Linked DNA regions of Danio rerio: region 1 is linked to region 2. A link is a contact called in public Hi-C data. All regions are on one chromosome and are shown on one strand. Each heading gives the region's core, a stretch centred on a gene start, on an enhancer-like site or on the middle of the called end of the contact. The rest is flanking DNA. Distances are from core to core; before and after follow the strand shown. Region 1 overlaps p2rx1 (purinergic receptor P2X, ligand-gated ion channel, 1). Region 2 overlaps atp2a3 (ATPase sarcoplasmic/endoplasmic reticulum Ca2+ transporting 3).

Region 1 (4,339 bases), core at 911-3,410, 180 kb after region 2:
ATAACAAGCGCATTAAGCTGGTTTCAAAATACTTCTTTTTGGATAATACTGTAAGTAATGGCATAAACTGAATGACACAGAATATCGTTATGGCTCAATATGACAGCGTATTTTTAACTCCAAAATGGGGTTTTGTGTTTTTGCATATTATTAGGAAATCTTTATTTCTTTATTTAATGTTGACACTCACCTCTTCACAGATTTCTGCATCTTTAAATTTCATGGTTTTGTAGAAATTCTTCTTTGGAAGTATATATAGGAGTAGCAAATCACACACAACAGTGGCCTTAAAGACACAAATTGAAATATTAAGATAGAGTTGATTTCAGTCAGTCATGGCTTGACCCAGACAGAATCTGTGGGCAGTTTTTACAATTTTTGCACAGCCAAATAAAAATACATAATTAAATGTCTATTTATTTTGTGTTTTAATTGTCATTTAATAAATAATCTTTGTATAAATAGAAAACTTAATAACTGTAGAATAAAAAAGAACTGCGATTAATAGTTTTCATGGATTAACAACCAGATATATCACTTTGTATAATATAGTGTACTGAATGTATATTCTCTGTGAGACTCACCACTCCAAATATTCCTACTCCTGAACCTATCGCTGTCAGCGTTGGTATTATATCAAATTTTCCTGCCTGCAAAAATAAAAATGTACAAACACTTGTCAACAAATTAAACTCAGCATGTTCCTTAATGTTTTTTATGGATCATTAAACAAAAACATATTTACCAGCCCATGAACAATAATGTCTATCCGCACACCAAACACCTTCATCAGTGTTCTCTTCTGCACACTATTCTCCACATAATATTTAGCAAATCTGAAACAGCCAGAAGCACATAACACTGTAGTTCTAGGGCTGAATCCACACATTAATAGAATATTAATTAAAAAGCTTCAATACCATTTTCAGTGTATTCTTTTATAGGTATTATTAAAGTGTACTGGCTAGACATTACAGTAATACAATAAAGCAGGTTTGACCTTTTCTCAGCTTACAGTAGCTGTATAATTTTATTTTTAAGACAACCTGAATATCAAATATAGCTTCTAAAATATGTCATTACACAACACTGTTTTTCTCAGTCACTGTCAGCCTCAAGTTTCTCATACTGACAACGGGATCATTTTTGTCACTCACCTAAAATTGTATCCCAGAGATGCTTTATCTACTTGGTCGTTTTTCCCAGTTCCATAAAGACCATAGAACTCATATTTTGGTTTGCAGAATCTGATACTCAGGTCCAGATTGCAGTCCCAGTCAATGAGGACTCCTATAGCACCTCCCTAAAACATTACACAGCGAAAACCATGACAATTATCATCCCATGTTCATCTAGTATCCTCTCTGTATTATTTATCCTCTAGATATATTATTTATTTGGAAAAAGTATAAATGTAATTGTGAGATGTTTAAAATAGGATCTACATTGCAAAAAGGTCTCATTTTATGAGACACACACACACACACACACACACACACACACACACAATACACACATGTATATATATATATATATATATGCTTTTTTACTTTTTTTTTACCTACAAATGCCCTTTGGGAAAGTTTTATGAGATATCCCACACTCTCAGAAATAAAGGTACATGAGCTGTCACTGGGGCAGTACCTTTCAAAAGGTACATATTTGACCTGAATAGTCCATAATGGTACCTCAAAGGTACTTTTTAAGGTACATTTGGGTACTAATATGCACCTTATAGGTACCACTTTGGACTATTTGGGTACAAATATATACACTGTAAAAAAAATGGGGTGCCGGAAAAAAACGTAAAATAAACAGCCATTAAATTACAGAAATATTCCGTAAAATAACAGATGTTAAATCACAGAAATATAGTTACATTTAAATTTCTGGTAAATTTCTGTAATTAATTATCCATTATTATTATTACTAAACTAATATTTTTTTTACAGTGTATCTTTTAAAAAGGTCTGGCCCCAGTGACAGCTCCTGTACCTTTATTTCTGAGAGTGTAATTAAATATCCTAGTGATCACTTGCACTAGACAGAGAAACATCTGGTTATGTTCCAGATTTCTCTTGATATAATATAAATGAATGTGTGTTTGAAGAACAAGTATTACTAGAAGTGTGAGTATCTGTGGACGTTTCAAAATATTTACAAAGCCAATAACAAATTCCTACCACACGAGCTATTTCTGAGAAACTGAACCCGGATCGCTCAACAATGTCACCCAGTCTGAAGATAGGACACAGCGGAGCAGTTTTGGGGTGATACACACAGTTATTGATGTAATTCTGATCAATACCCTCCACCAAGTTACTCCTAGGGAGAGAGAGAAGAAGATAGAACTAAATATTGTCTGCTGAACTGTATTGTTACATTTAAAAGGGGTTATGACAAGGGACAATTCCCTTGATATTTTTAGAAGTCATTGTATGTCGGTTATTGTAATAAAATGATAACTGTAAGACATTGTATGGTGTGTTCAAAATGAGTCAAAATGGGATTAGATAATAGCTGTTTTTATTTATGTCAAATCTATAGTATTATGCTAGTATTATTTGTTAAAATATGGACCAAGATAAGTCAAGGCTTATGTTAAATTTTAGTTTTAAACATTTGCAAATCAACTGTTGGGTTGGTTGGTCCATATTTTAACCAAGTTTGAGTTAAAGCAACAAATGAAAAATCATTATTATTATAGGAGGAAAAATAGATCTGTGAATCTTTGAAGTAAAAAATACAATACCGCTGTATTTATTTAGTTTTTTAGTAAAATATCTCCTTTCAACAGAAAGGAGGTGTTTTTACCTGACTACATCAAACTGGGGAAAGGTAATGGAGTTTTTGATGAATAGTGTGTAGTTTTCTGCTGTCAGTAGGATTGGAGGGCTAAAAAAAACAAGACAGACAAAAGAAGTTAAATGTGTCAGAGCAAGACCGTGGGCTGATTTGAAACAGTTTTACTGTCAATACAATGTGTCACTTGCCCCAGGTGAAAACAAACATGCATTTACGTTTGCAGGGTGGTAACTGTCAAGAGTAATTTGATTTACACTGACAAGTTCAGGATATATAGATGTAAATGTTTGCTTCAACAAACCATATAGCAAACATTTGACTCAAATAATGGTCAACAAGCAACTAAAAATGAATGAAAATGTTTAAAGGCAGAGTTCACCCCAAAATTAACATTTTATCATAATTTATTCACTTATTATTACTCAAATAATGCTGAAAACCACTGCCCATTGAAGTCTATAGTATTCCATAATACTTTTTACACTGAAAAAATTATGTTTGCAAAATTTTTGCAAGCAATTTATGTTGAATTTAAACAAATAAAATTTAGTTCTTTTCATCCTAATTTATTTGTTTTAATTCAGCCCAAATAAATAGTTTACAACCACTTAACTTTAAAAAAAATCCTAAATCCAAAAAAAATCATATTTAAATCATTAAATATGATAATTTTTTTAGTGTACCATGACTATCAATGGCTACAGGGCCAGATACCGCTATTTTGAAAAACTCAAAATATATAAAAGTTGTAGATTACAGATTGTTGTTTGACATCCTAATGTGACTGATCAAATATCAAAAGCAATTAAGTAAGCATTCATACTCTGGTATTTTACGGTCGTCTTCAACAGGACACCATGAGTAGATCTCACAAGTCTGGGTTTTGTTCATACACCTGCCCGTCATGTGCCCTGAGAGAGACAGTAAGGCATAAGAAAAAAAAATGGAGAAGAAAAAGTTTGGAATGAATCGAAACAAAAACTGCAAACCTACACAAGCCCTAGAGAGAGATGGCAGATTTTGTAGGCCAAAATTTTTTATTTTCTCATTTTTAAAGTATAAAACAAGTTGCCACAATATTAGGTAGAAGATTATAAGACTTTTTGAACAAGATATGATGAGCACTAGTACAACAATTGAGTAAATTTGTGTGGCTGATACACATCTATTTCTGTTAGTACTTGACTGTGCTCGTTCTCTGATGGGCTGCCATGACTTTAATGTTGCTAAATAAACTTTTCTCTGAATTAATGAGAATGAAGTATACAGTTATTTAGGAATGCTTTCATCAGACTGTAGTCAGCCATATGTTTGTAATTTCAGTATGACTCTTTGCCAGGAAAATCAACATTCACACTATAAACTGGCAGTACAGCATCAATAGACTATTGAAATACACTGTTTTGCTATAAGATGTGCCACACTTTGCTTGTCTCAAATATTAAATCCACATACCATGAAACATATAATATAATTAGTGATTCGGTATGCATGAAATAAAATTTAATAGCTAGTATAGAGGAAAGAAGAAGGT
Region 2 (4,109 bases), core at 769-3,268:
AAATCGATTGAAATCAACAACCGTAACAACAGTAAGCGAATAAGTGAACTAATGTGCCTCAGACTTTTCCTCCTCTATTCTGTAAAAGAGTGAACTCCACTTGAACACTAGTAATAATTCAATCCAAACATGGTGCAACCTGCCACATGATGTAAGTATTACTATCCACTGCAGGTTTCGAAAGTGATGAGAGGGAAGAGGAGGAAAGAAAGGGTTTTGTTCACTGAGGGCAGTCCAGGTTTGCAGCATTACCTGCAGAGACTGCTTTGATTTTCCCTCTCCTACACACAGACACAAACTCGCGCACCCTCTTTAGGGAGTAAAGGGGTCTCACTTGAATGTACTTTGGCTTGCTGCTTGCTAGCAAGGCTTTTCGTGCTCCTTTAATGCTGCCGAATTGCTTTTTCTTTTGCACGTTTTTCATCCTCCATCATCATCATCATGAACACGTCGTGTCCACAAAGGGAGGATTCTCTACCGCTAGTGCTTTTCTTGCAATCTTGATGAACTTGGCTACTTTTTTTTTTTTTTTTTTAACACAGTAATAATGTATTCGACTGAAAGAACCCAGGTGGTTTAGCTTTGTCAGTTTTGCTGTTAAGGGTTTGATATGCCCTCATCGATCTGTTGGGTAATGCTGGTGTGCTGTTTTCAGACGAATTGGCAAAGCAGCTACGCCTGTGCCTGGTGTCAATATGCTAAAAGCGCAGTGTGAAAAGTCTCTGTCCGCTTGCTAGCTGTGACAATGGTGTCCTTCTGTCACAGCTTCGAATCATCTGTTTTGCCAGTAACAAATGTGAGTGGTGTAAATGCTATTTTAAACAGGCAAGCTCTGTGTCTCATGTGCTACACTTATAGTTAGTAGCTAACTTTAGGGTCAGCGTTTTGACACGAGGCAACATGGCCGCTCATATTCATCACACTAGCATCTGCACCAATAGAAAGTGTGGGCTTGTACAGCCTTGCTAATAACTACTGATCTCTTGAACTCTTGTACAGTACAGGAAAAAAAAGAAATACCTGATTGCATGGAACCTTGTTACTGTAATTAATAACCTATACAGTATATTTAATTCTTTTTTAAATAATGAAAAATCATCATCACCCGGGAGAGAGCAGTTGCAAAACTTCTTTTGAATTTTCTTTCAGCGTTCACCTAACTGAGACTATTTTGTAGAATAGTGGCGGTTGTTTATTCATTGTTACAGTTTGTTTTAAAGGTTGCAGGGGTTTATGTGTCTTTTAAATTTAGTTTAGGACTTGTAAAATAAAGATAAGATTTGTGCTAATGATCATTTTTTTGCAACTATAATTGGGTTTGAATGTCTGAGGAGTTTCAGTTTCTCTGTTTTTGTTTGTCTGTTTGATTTGTGTGGTTTACACAGAGTGGCGTCCACTAGTCAATATAGCCTACTGACTTCGGAAGTTGTTCTCCTGAAGGGCTTGGTGTGGGATTTGTGCCTCCAGAGATTTGAAATGTTACGCGGAAAGTTGGACGTCCACTTTGTATCTATTTCAATCCATATTTAAAACCGATTCGAGTAATATTCCTTAACGTTACTGAATGCCTTTTGTTGGTGCTTCTCCCGCGAAACGTTTTCATCAAACGATACTGAATGTTTTCACTCTGAAACGTGCTTGATTGTTCGTTGTGGACACTTCGGAAAGGTTGACAATCAGGAGCGCAAACAAGAGATTGTAGTGTCGTCGATTTCTCCCCATTCGTGGTCCTGAGATGATTCACTCGGACTGGACAGCTGTCTTTCTGCCTGCGCACAAACCGGCTGGAGCTTTGCACCCACTACTGAGAAAGAATTCTCTGTAAACGCCTTGGTAATATTAATTGTGGATACATAATTTTATATATATGAAAAAGACATGTCAAATAAAGATTATTTATCTTCTAATTTATTTCCATGCTGTTGTTGCTGCTTTCTTTTTGCGTTTAAACATCATCTTTCATTCGTAGTCTAGAGCTGTGGATGCAATGAACACTAGCTACCACCAGAGGACACTGACATCATGTACTATATATTGGCCCCAACAACTCGTCTAATACAATATTCACATTTACACGACAGATACTTAATGATATTATAAAATTCTTTAAATAATTATTGAGGGTGGACTATGCTGAGCCTGTTTATAGGCTTCTTTTTCTTTTTTTTTTTATTTGGAGAATTGATTTCTCATAATTGAGCAGGTGCATGTCAACACTTTAGTTGGCTAATGTTTAGCCAATTTGATTTCAAATGTTGGTAATAAGAAGACAAAAAATACACTAGACTATTAAAAATTCCTTGTGTGTTTGCGAACACATGATTATTAACAATACTGTTTTCATGGAACACTTTAATTTTACAAAGGTTCTTTTAGAGGAAAAAAGTTTATGGTTATTTTAATTACTGTTGGCTAAAATGTTCTTTTTTTAAGCTAAATTATTATTTTTTTCTGTGGAAGCACTGCAGAAACTCTTATAGAAATCTGATACAGTTGAAGTCAGAATTATTAGCCCCTGTTTATATTTTTTCAAGACACCTCTATACAGCTTAAAGTGTCATTTAAAGGCTTAACTAGGTTAATTAGGGTAACTAGGCAGGTTAGGGTAATTAGGCAAGTTATTGCATAACAATGGCCTGACTATCGAAAAAAATACAGCTTAAAAGGGCTAATAATTTTGACCTTAAAATGATTTTAGAAATAAGGTAATAACTGCTTTTATTCTAGCCAAAATAAAAAAATAAGACTTTCTCCAGAAGAAATAAATATTATCAGACATACTATAAAATGTTCCTTCTCTTTTAAAATCATTTAAGATAAATTTTTTTTAAATTCAAATGGGGACTAATGATTCGGACTTCGAATGCTGTTTGGCAATATATGCAAATCTCATGTTTAACACACAAGTTCATGTATGGATTTTACAGATATAAATGTATGTAAAAATTAGCAAAATATATTTCTAAATATATTTATATATTTACCACATACCTATATTTACTTTAAACTATAAGAATCAAAATTATGTTTATATATTGCCTAATCTGATTTTTGAAACCTTTTTCAACTCTAATACTTTGATGGAGCGGTTTATAATGAACTATATGCATGACAGACAACATCCAATATGCTGTCAATAAGATGACATCATCATAAAAATAAAGCAATACATAAATAAGAATTAGGGGCAATACCTAGTTTTAATACTTTCCTTGCTGGAATTTCTTTCAATATTGAATCTCTTAAGCTTATTATTAATAGTAATAATAAGAAGAATAATGTTTCTTAAAGCTTTTTATCTTTTTTCTTAATGACAGACAAATTTTTTCCCTCTTTCTCGTTCATAACTTTTGTTATTTTTCTCTTCAACGCAGTGATTATTTTATTGTATTCAATAAAAAAATAATAAGGAAAAAGAGGTTCAAACACGTTTCTTCTTGTCAGTTAAAATACATGCTTTGTTAACAAATAAATAAATATAAGCACTAAATGTTTTTTAAAAGAAAAATAAGGGTCATTTTCCCAGAGATGGGTTGAGGCTAGAAGGGCATCCGCTGCGTAAAAACGTGCTGGATAAGTTAGCGGTTCATTCTGCTGTGGCGACGCCGGATTAATAAAGAGACTAAGCTGAAAAGAAAATGAATGAATTCAAAAAAGGGTCATCATTTAAAATATAGGCAGACTTTTTTTTTTTTTTTAAGCGTTTTAAGTATTATTTAGCCTATATTCCATTATTTGGCATTCATCAAATGATTAAAAAAAACATAAATTTTAGTAACGAAGCCTTAATTTGTTTTATCACATTGGTGTTTCTTGAGTTTATTTAAATAGGTCCTTTAGGTCACTGAGGCAGCTCATCCTCAGGGCCGATGAGTGGCAATTAGTTGCACTTAATGAGCATTCATTGAAGCTAGTCTTCACACCCTGAGACTACAGAGAATTTATACCTGACTTCATATTCCCACCAGACCCAATCACTGCCATCACATGCAACTCACAAATGAAAAACACCCTGGACCAGGGGTCACCAATCTCGGTCCTGGAGGGCCGGTGTCCCTGCAGGGTTTAGCTCCAACTTGCCTCAACACACCTGCCTGGTTGTTTCAAGT

What was found. Hi-C and Micro-C count contacts between places; a contact is called where the count stands out from the background.
Region 1: a Hi-C map of hematopoietic stem cells shows a contact between it and region 2, with 5 times the contacts expected there. The contact joins two enhancer-like sites. A contact is called at or near these places in 5 of 18 Hi-C or Micro-C datasets (caudal fin, embryo, hematopoietic stem cells and 1 more) and 1 of 4 datasets of contacts at active chromatin or transcription factors (caudal fin).

What each region holds. Positions count from the first base shown.
Region 1 is chr5:32,062,016-32,066,354 of GRCz12tu, forward strand. It overlaps p2rx1 (purinergic receptor P2X, ligand-gated ion channel, 1), which reads right to left. Exons shown (of 12, transcript NM_198982.1): 5 at 3,629-3,716; 6 at 2,815-2,895; 7 at 2,184-2,325; 8 at 1,158-1,303; 9 at 746-836; 10 at 585-650; 11 at 191-286. Among named protein-coding and RNA genes, the nearest start is that of p2rx1, 22 kb to the right of the region's middle. Within about 2 kb of position 2,161, at least 3 of the 62 cell types and tissues checked have an H3K27ac peak or open chromatin away from gene starts, as enhancers often do.
Region 2 is chr5:31,883,468-31,887,576 of GRCz12tu, forward strand. atp2a3 (ATPase sarcoplasmic/endoplasmic reticulum Ca2+ transporting 3) reads left to right here. Exons shown (of 21, transcript XM_692016.11): 21 at 1-1,911. The region is part of intron 2 of LOC141385833 (a long non-coding RNA gene); the gene reads right to left. Among named protein-coding and RNA genes, the nearest start is that of camkk1a, 82 kb to the right of the region's middle. Within about 2 kb of position 2,019, at least 12 of the 62 cell types and tissues checked have an H3K27ac peak or open chromatin away from gene starts, as enhancers often do.